2 separate regions of the Rattus norvegicus genome follow, and region 2 is linked to region 1. A link is a contact called in public Hi-C data. All regions are on one chromosome and are shown on one strand. Each heading gives the region's core, a stretch centred on a gene start, on an enhancer-like site or on the middle of the called end of the contact. The rest is flanking DNA. Distances are from core to core; before and after follow the strand shown.

Evidence for each region. Hi-C and Micro-C count contacts between places; a contact is called where the count stands out from the background.
Region 2: a Hi-C map of frontal cortex shows a contact between it and region 1, with 1.5 times the contacts expected there. The contact joins two enhancer-like sites. A contact is called at or near these places in 2 of 12 Hi-C or Micro-C datasets (frontal cortex and mammary epithelial cells).

The regions. Positions count from the first base shown.
Region 1 is chr7:116,074,447-116,081,434 of GRCr8, reverse strand. No RefSeq gene overlaps it. Among named protein-coding and RNA genes, the nearest start is that of Nfam1, 22 kb to the right of the region's middle. Within about 2 kb of position 3,729, at least 45 of the 93 cell types and tissues checked have an H3K27ac peak or open chromatin away from gene starts, as enhancers often do.
Region 2 is chr7:116,211,906-116,219,794 of GRCr8, reverse strand. No RefSeq gene overlaps it. Among named protein-coding and RNA genes, the nearest start is that of Cyb5r3, 12 kb to the right of the region's middle. Within about 2 kb of position 4,679, at least 47 of the 93 cell types and tissues checked have an H3K27ac peak or open chromatin away from gene starts, as enhancers often do.

The sequences.
Region 1 (6,988 bases), core at 2,480-4,979:
CGTGTTCGTCAGAGCCCATTCCGTCTGCTGAACCAGGCGGCCCAGGGCTATCGCCTGCCTGATAGCCTTTTCTTCTCTTGGCTTACAATCCCAGGACATACACGGAGCACACGTTTGGACCTTACGTGCCCCCACAAAGCTTGAGCTAAGGTTTGGATTCGGGGGTGTTTTTTTCTTTTTAAACTCCTCACTGCTCTCTGCCTGTGCCATGATAATCAAGCTTCCCCCTTATCATTCTATGCCGGGGGTGGGGGGTAGGGGGGTGGGGGGTGGGGGAAGGATTCTTTTTTTCCCCTAGCTTACTCTTTGCTGAGAGATTGGCTCTCATAGGAGTCTAGCTTTGCAAAGAGGCGTACTTTCAGCTCTTTCCCTCCCATCAGCCCAAGATCTTGTTTCCAGTCTTAACACAGATTCTGGAACCAAGGCCCCGAGTAACTGCCTCTGATTCTCTTCTCTCCTCTTTACATCCTTCCCCCAAGGCACTGTGGGGCCTGTATCACGTGATCATCCCTCTGATTTTCCCCGTCTTTGTTTCTGGTCCCTTGGGATGCCATTTTTTTTTTTTCTTGCTGGCTAACTCAGCCATGCACTGACAGGCTATTTATTTATTTATTTGTTTGTTTCTATCTTATCCGGCTAATTTTTTCCTTTACCTGGTACTTCTGTGGCATTGTGTGGTGAGGTGGAGAGTTCACATGAGTGTAGTCAGAGATTTTTGTCTACATCCCGTTTACTATGAAGGTTGGTTTGGGGTTTTCTTTCCTGATTACAATGAGAGAGAGAGAGAGAGAGAGAGAGAGAGAGAGAGAGAGAGAGAGAGAGAGAGAGAGAGAGAGAGAGAGGTTTGGAGAGTGGTTTAGTGGATAAAGCACTGGCTGCTCTTCCAGTTTGGTTCCTAGCACCTGCATGGCAGCTCACAGCATCGGAACTGCAGTTCCAGGACATCTCACACCCCTTCTGGCCTCCTTGGGCACCTAACGCATGTGTTGAGCAGACAGATATAGAGGTCGGGGTTGGGGATTTAGCTCAGTGGTAGAGCGCTTGCCTAGCATGCGCAAGGCCCTGAGTTCGGTCCCCAGCTCCGAAAAACAAACAAACAAACAAACAAACAAAAAAACCAGACATAGAGGCAAAACACCCACACACATAAAATAAGCATAGACTGGTGTGAGCATCGTGCTGACACCAGATGCCTGTGTCCCCAAGGATGCTGCAGGGTTCACACAGCTCCCAACCCTTTCCCTAACTAAGGGCCTTGAACTTGAATGGATCTCCTGCCTGCACTACACAGAGACAAACCTGCTCCAGACCCCGGGCTCCCCGCCCCCAACCCCATTACACTGTCAGTCTGATTGGTGCCCTGCAGAGCTTCCGAGGTCAGAGAGCTACCTTGGCAGAGCCAGAGGTACCAAAGTGGGTTTTGCTGTGTTAAACTGAAGGTCAGTGCGCTGGGCTGTTCCCATTTTGTAGAAACTTCAGAATCCTGCCATCTTTTTAATGATTCATTTATTTATTTCTATGAGTACACTGCCGCTGTCTTAAGACACGCCAGAAAGAGGCATCGGATCCCATTACAGATGGTTGTGAGCCACCATGTGGTTGCTGGGAATTGAACTCAGGACCTCTGGAAGAGCAGTCAGTGCTCTTAACCACTGAGCCATCTCTCCAGCCCAGAATCCTTCATTTTTCTGCATTGTAGCCTCTGTCAATTTTTCTATCTTTCTTTTTTGCTCTCTCTCTCTCTCTCTCTCTCTCTCTCTCTCTCTCTCTCTCGTTGCAAAGAGGCAACATAATCTATCACACTGATTTGTATGGCTGTTACTAAAAAAGCCAGCCAGCAAAAATAGCTTGAACGGACCTAGCCCAGTTTTGGTTTTTTTTTTTTTTTTTTGGCAAGGAAGAATATAAGAGATAAGTAAATGTCCCCCCTGTTGCCACACAAATCTTTGGTCCTGCTCACACTCCCTGCTGTGCTATGGCTCCTGTCCTTGGCTCACTCCCCTCCAAACCATCGCTTGGCTCTGCTGTCAAACTGACAAGAGACAGCACCATTTCATTGGGAGCCCTGTCGTTAACAAAGCCGAGTTCAGAAAACTTCCCTATAGAATGTTCTGGAGTTAGCTGTGGGTACACAGCTTTGTAAAAGTGCTAAAAACATTGAGTTGTATACTTTAAGTAGACACGTTTTACAGTCTGTCAGTTAAATCTTCATAAGGTTATCCTCCCACCCCCATTTCCTTTCCTTTATGAGAAGGGGAGTCTCACTATGTAGGCCAGATTGGCCTCAGACTTGTCATTCAGGCTTAGTCTCCCAAACAATAGGATTACAGGTATTGCCACCCCTGGTTTGTTTACTTAATTTTAAAGATTTATTTATTTATTATATATGAGTACACTGTGGCTGTCCTCAGACACACCAGAAGAGGGCATTGGATCTCACTGCAGATGGTTGTGAGCTACCATGCGGTTACGGGGATTTGAACTCAGGACCTCTGTAAGAGCAGTGCTCTTAACCACTGAGCCATCTCTCCAGCCCATTGTTCGCTTAATTTTTAAAAATTATGTGTATGGGTATTTTGCCTGCGTGCATGTTTATACGCCACATGCATACAGTACTAACAGAGGCCAGAAGAGGGCGTCAGAGCCCCTGGAATGGGAGTTACAGGTGGTTGGAAGCCATGTGGGTGCCGAGAATCAAATGGTCCTCTGCGAAAGCACTCCGAATTTTCAACCGCCAAGCCCCACCAGTTTACTTTTTAAGAATAGGAGAATTGGGGTTGGGGATTTGGCTCAGTGGTAGAGCGCTTGCCTAGCAACCGCAAGGCCCTGGGTTCGGTCCCCAGCTCCGGAAAAAAAAAAAAAAGAATAGGAGAATTATAGGAACGGGGCAACAACCCTACTCTGACGTGTCCAGTATGCTGCCCTGTTTTGCCGCATCTATGACTTGCACCACCTTTCCTAACTGGGACATCCGGACTACAGCCTCCTCCCAGCCAGTTCCTGGGTGTTTTCGAGTCTGAGTTTCTAACTTTGTCCTTACTGGCAAGTTTCTCTGACTACCTATTTCTGCCGCTGCTCCAGTCACAACGTACTGACCCATCAGTTTGTCAGGTTGTCTCTGACTAGTCTTTGTCATCTCTGAAGCATCAGGAGCTGGCTTAGTACCTGGCCCCTCCGCATTTGACTTTACCCATCCCCCCTATTGATCCTTGGGCCCTCTATAGCCAATGAGAACATATATAGTACACAGTAGGCTCCTGGAGACTTCAAAAGTGTGGTTATAGCTCCCCCACCCCTTCCTTCCACTCTCCTGTAGCTTCTTCTTAACCTCTGAATTAACAATTAGTAATTTAGCAAGAACCACTGTCCTTGTCTTTCTAGAATGCTTCTTCTACCTTGGGGGGGCACGGGGGGTACGGTGATGAATAGACAAGGGGACTACATGTTCTCACTGAATGAGAGAGGAAAAGGCCAATTAACATTCAGCTAAGAGAGAAAATGATTTCTCCTATCAGCAATAAAAACTGACAGCTCTATCAGAAAATGAGCCGGGGGAGCCACAACGCCTGGCAAGGCAGGGCGTCTGCAGCCCCAGCAGGAGTGATGAAGATGGCTGAGGGCAGGAACCGCTGCTGGGAGTCAGGGAACCACCAAAGGAAGCGCCTGGGGAGCCCAGCGGCTGCCACTCGGCTCCCGCTTCTGATCCCGCCCCAGGCGAGAGGAGCGATGCTGCGCAGGCTTTATCCTTGTGACTCGGAGCTGCCACTCTCCCGCCGGCCTCTCCCCACGCACTCGTTTCCCCCTAACCTTATCATAAAAGGAGGCCACGTGGTGTCTATTTATGGCAGCGCGGTGGTCCGGGGAGAGGAGGCTCGCCGTGTGCCAATTCTGAGAGCTGATGGAATTGCTCCGGCCCTTCGGAGCTTGCCATGCGGTGAATGAATAAACGATGTGGGGGCAGGGCCGCGGCTCCCACTGCACCTCCAGCTGACATCCGAGTTCCTTCCTCAGAGCCTCCGGGGTGATTTGTGTTATCAATCAGAGCTGCTGAACAGATCCGGCCTCCTAGAGCCCTAGAGCAAGAGCCCTGAGATGAGAGGAGGGGCAGCGGAGAGGGCGTGGGGGGAGCACCCTCATTTGGCTTGAAAGAGAAGACTGGTCCCTTTACAAAACTACATTTCTACTTGATATGTAAGTAGAATGGCTTTAAAAAGGAAAGAGGATACCAGCGAGAGAGGGAAGCGGCAGTGGTCTAGGGACTGGCGAAATGGCTCAATGGACACAGGGTCTTGCTGCCCATGCCGACCCAGAGGACCTAAATTTGAGCCCTCCCTCATGAGGAGGAGAGAATTGATTCCTGAAAGTTTTTTGTCCTTCACAGACTCTCATTCTCTCTCCCTTCTCCTTCTCCATCATCCTTCTCCCCCTCCCTTCCCCTATCCCCCTCCTTTCTCCTGTTCCCCTCCCCCTTCCCTCCCGCCACAAAAAAAAAAAAAAAAAAAAGTAGTGCGGAGTATACTGCTTGCTTTCATTTTCAGCACAGCAGGAGCAGTTTGGGGCTGCTTTGTACACACTTCTGCCCATACGACAATGAAACAGAGTCAGGGGCAGAAATGCCCACGTGCCCACGCATCCTCGCGCCCATCCTGGGCCGGAAAAAGCACAGCCCCAGTCGGAGTTCTTCTGAGAGGTCTTTAGCATCCAGTTCAGGCTCAGCAGCACAGATGTCAGCCATGGCTTTGGTTTTCTGGTTAGCTCGGGCGTGTGTGTTTATTGAGACAAATGCTCCTGTAGTCTAGGGTGACCTTGAACTCACTGTGGGGCTGAGGATGATCTGGATGGAGCCGCTCAGCTTCTGCCAGGTCCCAGTTCTGGCCCATACGCTTTTGAACTTGAATTTTGATCCAGTCTCACACTGGGAATGGTTCTCCTTCTTTTGGGTCTTAGTAGAGTAGACACAGAAAGAGGCAAAGTCAGGGCCTTTAATACTCAAGAACTGATTCCACATGAAACCCACAGTAAGTTCAGATCTGCGTGTGGAACCGCTATGTCCTTGATTTAGGCAGACATATTAGGAGACATCGGGTGGAGTCAGTAGGACGGGTCAGTGGGTAAAGGCACTTACCACCAAGCCTGACAAATTACACACTCATTCCCACGTGCAGACATACATTGCTGCATATAATTAAAGTAACACAATTTTTTTTTAGAGTTCAAATTTATCTTTGGGTCTATAGTGAATGGGAGCCAGTTTGGGCCACATGAGACTGTCTCAAAAAAAAAAAAAGAAAAGAAAAAGAAAAAGACAGATAGACAGCACAGACACATACAGACAGACATACACAGAGAGAAACAGAGACAGAGAGGCAGAGAGACAGAGACAGAGAAACCATATGAATTTATGCTTGTTTTCCAGATTAAATTTAGGATGGCAGGGTTTATGCAGATGCTGTCTGATTTTATATTCATGCCAAGACCTCCTCGGCTTTGGGGTTGCCCCGGCTGGGACAATGGGGAACTAAAAAGACTGATATACACGCTCACAGAAAAGCAAGAACCATGTGGGCTGTGCACTCTGGTGGACCACCAGCAGCTGGGAAACCCAGCTGGTTTATTAAGCACAGCACCAGGGAGGAGGAGGGGGGTTAGTAAATCTCTGGAGAGGTCTCTGCAGGGAGCCGCAGTCTCTGGGCTCAGTCCTGGAGAGGTGGAAGCCACGATCGATAATTTCTGCACACCTATATACTTAGATCAGCTTTCGATGTTCATCTGGAGTCTGAGGTGACATGGCCGAGTTCATGTCAGGATTTCTGCATCCTGCATATTTGTTCCTTTATCTCTCTCACGCTGAAAATATTGTTTCCTAAATCCTCTAACATAATTTCTTATTTAATGTATCCATATATGTTTGTATGTAATAAATTACACAACATGCATCATATTACATTATATTGTATGTTGAATTTACATCCTGTATTTCAGAATGATGCCAGTTTGATTGCTGGCAATATGGTTACTAAAAGCAATTGAAGGTTCCCCCCTCCCCGCTTTTGAACATGTCTTGGGATTCCAAGGCATGGTCAAATTATTATTACCTCAAAATACTTTCTGTCTGAGAAAAGGAGCCACCAGTTTTCTACACAGTTACACCTGTGTGTGTGTATGCACACTTCATTTTGCTCTTTTAAAAGGGGGGACTGTATTTTTCATTTCAATTTTATTGGGGTTTATAATCTTTCCCTGCAGTGCTAGGATCAGACAGACATGCTAAGTGTGCCCTGCCCATGATCCACAGCCTCGCTGTGGTTTATAATTGAACAAAGCAACCACATAGATCCAAAAGGAATCAATAGGCAAGCATTATTTAGAGAAGGCTAGCTCCGTTCTCCCCACCTCTGTGGGGACGTGTGGGACAGAGACTTGTAGTCCTCGTTTTACGTTGTTCTTTTTCTGCTTCTTTAATATAAAGACATACATTTCTGTTCTCGGCCCTCCCCCACATCTCAGTTAAACGGGAGCATGGGGTGCAGGCATTTCTGGTGCCACTGGTGCCACTCCTCAAGATGAATTCATGAGGCGGCAGGGTGCGGGCAGGCACAGTGGCAAGCACCCAGCAAACAGGTTTAAATCCTGCAACTTTCTGTTGTGAATTGTGACTCCTCCTTATGTACAAGCAGGGATCGTCACGGGTCATTAACTGAGTGCTGGCCGTGAGCCAGGCGTGCTACACGCAGTGTAGGGCGTGCATCTGTTGCTCAGTCTTAGCATTGAGTCACATACATAGAACCCCACCTTCGGTGTGCCAGGAGCGCGGCGCAGCCCCGCAGGTCTCACATCTACAGTCACCTTGAGTAGGGCTGATGTCCTGTCTCATGTCCACAGTGAGCCTGTGTTGCCTGTGGCTCTTGAGTCTTTGTCGTGGTTGTCTTGTAAGCAAGCTCACAATGTAACATCAAAGGAAGGAACCGAGGGTTAGGATATAGCGCAG
Region 2 (7,889 bases), core at 3,430-5,929, 140 kb before region 1:
CTGTGGTTTCAACTGCTCAACCATCTCTCTAGCCTCAACCTGCGGGTGTCTTTTGTTGTTACTGTTTTCGGGCAGGGTCTCATTTACTATGTACGCCAGGCTGGCCACAGAGAACAGCCTGCCTCTGCCTTCCCAGTACTGGGATTAAAGGTGTGCACCACCACCCCTGGCCTGGTAAGAGGTATAAATAAATAATGTATTTATTTACTTACTTCATGTATGAGCTTGTGCCTATGGAGGAAAGAAGAAGGGAAGGAGGAGGAGGCAGGAGGAGGAGGAGGAGGAGGAGGAAGAAGAGGAGGAAGAGGAGGAGGAGGAGGAGGAGGAAGAGGAGGAAGAGGAAGAGGCAGCCAGATATGGGAGCTTGGAACAAACTCCAGTCTTTGGGTCTTCGGGTCTTCTAGAACAGCACATGCTCTTAACAGCACAGGCTCTCTGCAGCCCAACTTGCCTAGGTGAAGGTTTTCCCACAGGACTCCATTCAGCCCCTCCATTCAGCTACAATGCTTCTTTGTGTTCTCCTGTTTCCCAGATTGAATAACAGCTTGATGTTTGAATTGCAAGAGAGGATTTGGCCAGCAAAAAGCAGTTGGGGAACAAAAGCCCTTGCTACTGTGAGGCAAAGGAGAAAAGGGGAGCTCTGCAGAAGGACAGGGGTCCAGGTTCCCTCTGGGCACAGAGCAGGGCACCAGACCCAGAACAGAAGTGATATAGGGGTGTGTGTGTGTGTGTTAACTGAAGCAGGACTCTGTCCTTCTATGGGGCTATGAGGAGGCTTTCATCCATGCTTTGAGGTCACCCAGGATCTATAAGTGAGCCTAGTGAACTCGTCTCCTCAGGGTAAACTCTGGTGGCCTTGAACTTGCTTTGTCCATGGGAAATTCAGAGGTGTGTGTGTGTGTGTGTGTGTGTGTGTGTGTGTGTGTGTGTAATAAGGAGAAATGGGCAGAGTAAGGGGAGGAGCCATGAGGGAGGGTCCAAGAGTTTAAACTGAGGTAGAGACTTGTTCAGCACTGTTCCTGGGAGAGGGTGTAGGTATCTCCAGGGGCCAAAGTCAGGAAGTCTAAACCTCTTGGATTTTCCAGTGCCACAGCCAATAAAGAGTCAAGCTTGCATTGTGTTGAACTGATCTGAAATTTCTTTGAGGCTTTCTGATAAATGACTTGATAGGGAAGCAAACCGGTCTCTTCATTAGAGTTACTGTTACTGTGATAGAACACCATGACCACAAGCAAACTGGGAAGGAAGGGTTTATTTGGCTCACTCTTCCTCATCACCGTTTATCACAGAAGGAAGTCAGGACAGAAACTCAAGAAGGTCAGGAACCTGGAGGCAGGAGCTGATGCAGACACCATGGAGGGGTGCTGCTTACTGGCTTGCTCCCCATGGCTTGCTCAGCCTGCTTTCTTTCTTTTTTTTTTTTTAATATTTTTTTTTCCAGAACTGGGGACTGAACCCAGGACCTTGCGCTTGCTAGGCAAGCGCTCTACCACTGAGCTAAATCCCCAACCCCATCAGCCTGCTTTCTTATAGAACCTAGGACCACCTGCCCAGGGATGACATCACCCACAATGTGGTACGTCGCCCCTCCCCCCATCGATCACTAATTAAGAAAATATCCTACAGGTTTGCTACAGACTCCATTTTGAAACACACACACACACACACACACACACACACACACACACACACTACATCTTTTTAAAAAGTTCAAAGAAGAGATCCTATTTCAAGACAATAAAACATATCCAAACAATGCCTATTTCCTATTCTTAGGTGTGGCTGTACCCACTAGCTTCTTCCACAGCACACCAAACTGGAGCCTATGGAGTCATGAACTCACCATAATCATTCCCATTTTACAGGTGGGGAAACTGAGTCACAGAGAGTCCAAGTGCTAGGTCAGTTGCTCCAGGTCACACAGTTAGCAAAAGGTACTTTTCCAAGTTAGTCCCCTCTTGTCGTGTCTGGCCAGCCACCTGCTGTGTGTCCATCTTAGACATTACTGGGCTGTGAGGACTATAACAGGCACTCAGTAAAATGGGAGAAATGGTGACGGGGAGGCTGGAAAGATGGCTCTGAGGTTAAGAGCGCTGGCTGCTCTTCCCAAAGGATTTGGGTTTGATTTCCAGCACCTAGGTGTTGCTACAAACCGTTTTGTACAACTCCAGTTTCGGGAATCCACCAGCCTCTTCTGGTCTCTGGTGTGCATCAGGCAGGCCCATGATGCCCAGACGTGTATTCGGGCAAAGCGTTTGTACATGTTAAATCAAATTAAGCTTTTTAAAAAAGATTTATTTATTTATTTTATGTGAGTACACTGTAGCTGTCTTCAGACACACCAGAAGAGGGCATCGGATCTCATTACAGATGGTTGTGAGCCACCATGTGGTTGCTGGGAACTGAACTCAGGACCTCTGGAAGAGCAGTCAGTGCTCTTCCCCCCCCCACCCCCGGGGCTGGGGACCGAACCCAGGGCCTTGCGCTTGCTAGACAAGCGCTCTACCACTGAGCTAAATCCCCAACCCCAGCAGTCAGTGCTCTTAACCGCTGAGCCATCCCTCCAGCCCCAAGTTTAAAAAAAAAAAAAGAGTGAGAGAAAAGAAGGCAAGAAAAAGTGGGAAGTGCAATCAATACTGATTAAGAAATGGGGTGTGTTGGGGGCTGGAGAGATGGCTCAGCAGTTAAGAGCACTGACTGCTCATCCAGAGGTCCTAAGTTCAATTCCCAGCAAACACATGGTGGCTCATGACCATCTGTAATGGGATCCAGTGTCCTTTATTAGTGTGTTTGAAGACAGCTACAGTGCACTCATATACATAAAATAAATAAATGTTAAAAAAGAAAGAAATAGGGTGTCACCCTAGTACCTGGCCTCTCCTTGACTCGGTTTCCCTGCCTGAAAAACTGGGAATGATTATGGTGGATTTGTGACTCCATAGGCTGTGCTGTAGAAGAAGCTAGTGTGTATAGCCACACGTAAGAACATTAAATAGGTACGGTGTGGCACACACCTTTAATCCCAGCTCTCAGGAGGCAGAGGCAGGTGGATCTATGAATTTGAGGCCAGCCTAATCTACAGAGTGAGTTCCAGGACACAGAAAGCCTGTCTTGAAAACCAAGAAGAGGAAGAGGAAGATGAGGAGGGGGGAGGAGGGGCAGAGGGAGGGAATGAATAAATACATAAATAAATAAATGGGGGTGTCAGCTGGTGATTGCTGTGAGGCTGTGTAAATTGAGCAGGCTCCTCCCTCGAGGGATCTCTCTGTCTCTCTCTCTCTCTCTCTCTCTCTCTCTCTCTCTCTCTCTCTCTCTCTCTCTGTCCCTCTCACCTAAGGCAGAGAAGCCTAGGATGTAGGCTTTCCCACCACCTCCTAGAGTTGGTATGAGGACTGCAAGAGGTTTCATTTGTGTGCTGAGCATGGATTTTACACGAAGAAACAAACAGCCCCTGTTTTCTAAGTAGCAGCCTCCAGTATCAGGCTGATCTCAACTTGGTGCAGTTAGTTCTGTCTCAGGAGTTTCTACGTGAGGGGCACATGGCTGTGGTTCACTCATCCTCTACAGTTTCTGCTGGGGCTCACTTCAAGTATCTATATGCAAATTAGAGAGGAGTGCTTTAAGTTAAGCAATTCCCAGCCATCCTCCTTTCTCTGGGTCCTAGTTTACCTGGAAAGCCCCTCTCAGGTAAGGCGTTCCCTTACCTGTTGCTGAGCCCTGTACAGTCACGAAACCCAGGACTGTTCATTCCTAGTGTCTTCTCTAGCTGCCCAAAAGCATCCTAAGTGTGAAGAGGGGTCTCTCAGACCTACAAGCCTTCCCTGGGTGAAAATGATGCTGAGCTCTCAGAGCCCTTCCCAGGGTGCGCAAGGGAGTCTGCTCCCAGCTAGGCTGTTCAGCATTTTGCCAATGTAAGCAAGGGAAAGGGCAGGAGAGAAACAGGGCAAGCACAAACCCCAGACTGAAGATCAGCATCTGAGATTGTGACCTGAGCCAAAGCCGCCACTGCCGGCTGCACTTCCGGGTCTCTTTCTATTCGCAGAAAATCAAAACTTTGTTTACTCCTCTCCCTCTCTCCTCCTCCCCTCACCCTCCTCTGTCTCTCTTTCTGTCTCTCAGGCTTCTAAGCTTCTGCCCATCTCTCCATGGCTCAAAGTCACACAGCCTGCTAAAGGAGAACCCAGAACCCAGTAGTAGTGATTTCCTTTCTAGCCTTTCTCCCTCCTCGGTGGCCCTGGCTATACAGGTCCTTCTGCAGACATTCCAGGCCCACAGGCCCCACTACCTTGGTCCCAGGGAGTTTCTGGATCTCCCTCTTAACCCCACCCCCACTAATGAAGAACGATCACCTGACCTAAACGGAGCCAGTTAAGGATGCCAACTTCTAGGCACCATTGATATGGCCCAAGATGGACACGTGACAAAACAGACCAATCAGAGTTTTTCCTGCAGATCTCCCCCCCCCCCCCTTATTCGCTTCCCTGACCCAAATTATGGCAGGACCCAGGTGGGAAGATGCCCATGTTGGTGGAAGAGCTGGGGCTCCCTACTCAGAGAGGGAGAGGAGAAAGAGGGACCCTGGCCCCCTCCCAAGGATTCTCCTTCCAGTTGATGAGCCATCCCACGACCTTCCTACGCAGCTAGTTTGAATTAGGGTTCTGTCTACCAGAGCCACACCCTGTTAAGAATGTGGCTAGGAGCTCAGCGTGGCTGAGCATGCCTTTAGTCCCAGCACTTGAGAAGCAGAGGCAGGAGATCGCTGAGTTCCAGGACAGCCTGCTCTATAGGAAGATCCTGTCTCAAAAGGCGGGGAGGGCGAGGGAGGGAAAGACAAAGAGAGACAGAGACTCAGAAGCTGGGGTTTTAGGGTCATTTGTCTCGGCAGCTGTAACAAAGTGGCAAAGAATAGCGGAGAAAGGCGACTATTTCAATGAGGTCAGCGAGAAGAGGGACTACTGACAAAGAGGTCCAGTTGCTATAGTAACTCCAGAACCTCCTGTTTCCCTGGTAGCGCTAGAAATGTTGACATCGGCTTTGCCGTCCCTTGACATTTAAATTACCTTATAGTATAAGGCTTTTTATGGCGTTCATACAAGGGTAGAGTGATCTGGACTTTGTTCTAAGTCCCATTTCTATCCCTGGTGGAGACCAGGCATTCTAAGCAACCTAAGAGGGGCTCCCAGCTCCTCCCAGAGCTAATGATTCGCCGCCAGGAGATAATACACTCCTCGCCCCACCACTGCTTGGCCCCGCCCAGAAGTCCCTTCTCTTAGGCCGCCGCTTCTAGCCACTGGCCGAATTTCCGCCTTATTTCTTTTCCACTTTTTGAGTTGCTCAGAAAAGTGGAATCGTTCCTTTTTTTTTTTTCCTCTTATATACTTCTCTTTCTTCTGGATACTGGCCGGAGAGTGTTTTCCAAGGTGCTTTGGGCTCTTCCGAGCTCTCTCTGAAGCCCCCTTCTCCTGTTGCTATGTGGCTGCCTTTCAATCTCCATCAAAGTCAGTGCAGTGTTCTCCATTTTCCTTCTGGTCCCTGCTGAGACTTACTGCTTGCCTGCCTTGTTTTCCTCTTAATCTCTAATAAAATTGTCCTTGAGCTTCCTTTGGAGTCTGTTGGTAAATTCTTTTAACAATGAGACTAAGAACCCCCAAAAAAGGACCTTGGTTTTTTTCCAGCAATACAGTGACACCTCCCACCCCCACCGCATATTCACCATCTCCTGGTCCTGATGTGAGATTTAGCCAGAACAAGCAGGTAGAGGTGTGGCCCTGCCCATCAGTCTTTCCTGGGAGGTGGTCTGACAAACATCAGAACTGTGGAATCTCTTTCTGGGAGACAAGCTCCTCCTCGGGCTGGTACCAGGCTTCATCCTTTCCCTCCCCTGCCAGGAGATTTCTGGGGGGAAATTTCAATTCCTTGAGGACCGTTCTCTCAACCGCCTGGTGGTGGGAGGGGAACACCAGTGTCTCTTTTAGAATAGCTTCCTCCTGCTAGGCCAGTTGCAGGGGCTCAATTCTGCCAACCTGGCTTCCTGTCTCCTCTAGCTCCCCTCCAGTTGCGTGGCAAAACTTGGTGCCATCTCCTTCAGTTTCCCCAGTTGTAATCCACAGCCTATCGCTGTGAGTTACAACATCCATCACATATGGGAAGCCCTGAACAGATGCTTTAACGGAAACACCGAGTCCAATGTAATGTCTTCTGAGCTTTTTTTTTTTTTTTTTTTTTTTTTTGACTTTTCAAGACAGGGTTTCTTTTTTTTTTTTAAAAGATTTATTTATTTATTATATATAAGTACACTGTAGCTGTCTTCAGATACACCAGAAGAGGGCATCAGATCTCTTTACAGATGGTTGTGAGCCACCATGTGGTTGCTGGAAATTGAACTCATGACCTCTGGAAGAGCAGTCGGGCGCTCTTAACCGCTGAGCCATCTCTCCAGCCCCAAGACAGGGTTTCTTTATGTAGCCCTGGCTGTTCTGGAACTCGTTCTGTAGACCAGGCTGGTCTCGAAACTTACAGATCTGCCTGCATATGCCTCCCAGGTGCTGGGATTAAAGGCATGTGCCACCTTGCCAAATCTTTGGTGACCTTTGGTATCTCCCTAAGAGTGAGAGTGCTTGCTGGGAGCATAAGACCTTTGCAAATATAAAAATTCAAAGTGACAAAAACAGGTTATTATGATGATGATGATCTATTTTATGTATGTGAGTACACTGTCGCTGTCCTCAGGCACACCAGAAAAGGGTATGGGATCCCATTACAGATGGTTAGGAGCCACCATGTGGTTGCTGGAACTTGAACTCAGGACCTCTGGAAGAACAATCAGTGCTCTTAACCGCTGAGACGTCTCTCCAGCCTCCTTTTTTTTTTTTTTTTTTTTTTTTGGTTCTTTTTTTTGGAGCTGGGGACCAAACCCAGGGCCTTGCGCTTCCTAGGTAAGCGCTCTACCACTGAGCTAAATCCCCAACCCCTCCAGCCTCCTTTTTTAAGAATAAGATTTCTTTTTATTTTATGTACATTGGTGTTCTGTCTGCATGTATGTCTGTGTGAGAGTGTCAGATCTTGGAGTTACAGACAATCGTGAGTTGCCATGTCAGTGCTGGGAGTCGAACCCCAGCAACCCGTGCTCTTAACCGCTGAGCCAACTCACCAGCTCCAAAGGTTCTCTTCTTATGGCCAGGACCACTCTTCCCCAGTTATCTGCTAGAGTTGTTCCCACACCTCCCTCCAGCCTCTGTTCCAGTGCTCACCTTAGAAAGTCCTCCTCTGGGGTTGGGGATTTGGCTCAGTGGCAGAGCGCTTGCCTAGGAAGCGCAAGGCCCTGGGTTCGGTCCCAGCTCCGAAAAAAAGAACCAAAAAAAAAAAAAAAAAAGAAAAGAAAAGAAAGAAAGTCCTCCTCTTGGGCTGGAGAGACGGCTCAGGCTCAGCGGTTAAGAGCGACAACTGCTCTTCCAGAGGTCCTGAGTTCAATTCGCAGCAACCACATGGTGGCTCACAACTATCTGTAAAGATATCCAATGCTCTCTTCTGGTGTGTCTGAAGACAGCTACAGTGTACTCATATATAATAAATAAATAAATCTTTTTTTTCCTTTTCTTTTTTTCGGAGCTGGGGACCGAACCCGGGGCCTTGAGCTTGCTAGGCAAGCGCTCTACCACTGAGCTAAATCCCCAACACCCCGCTGTGTCAGACCTTAAATAAAGACCCTACCGCCATTGCATCTTAGTTGTCTCCTTGGTGGTCTTTTGGGGTTAACAAATGATCTCTGGGGCTGGAGACTTGGCTCAGTGGTTAAGAGCACTGACTGCTCTTCCAGAGGTCCTGAGTTCAAATCCCAGCAACCACATGGTGGTTCACAACCATCTGTAATGGGATCTGATGCCCTCTTC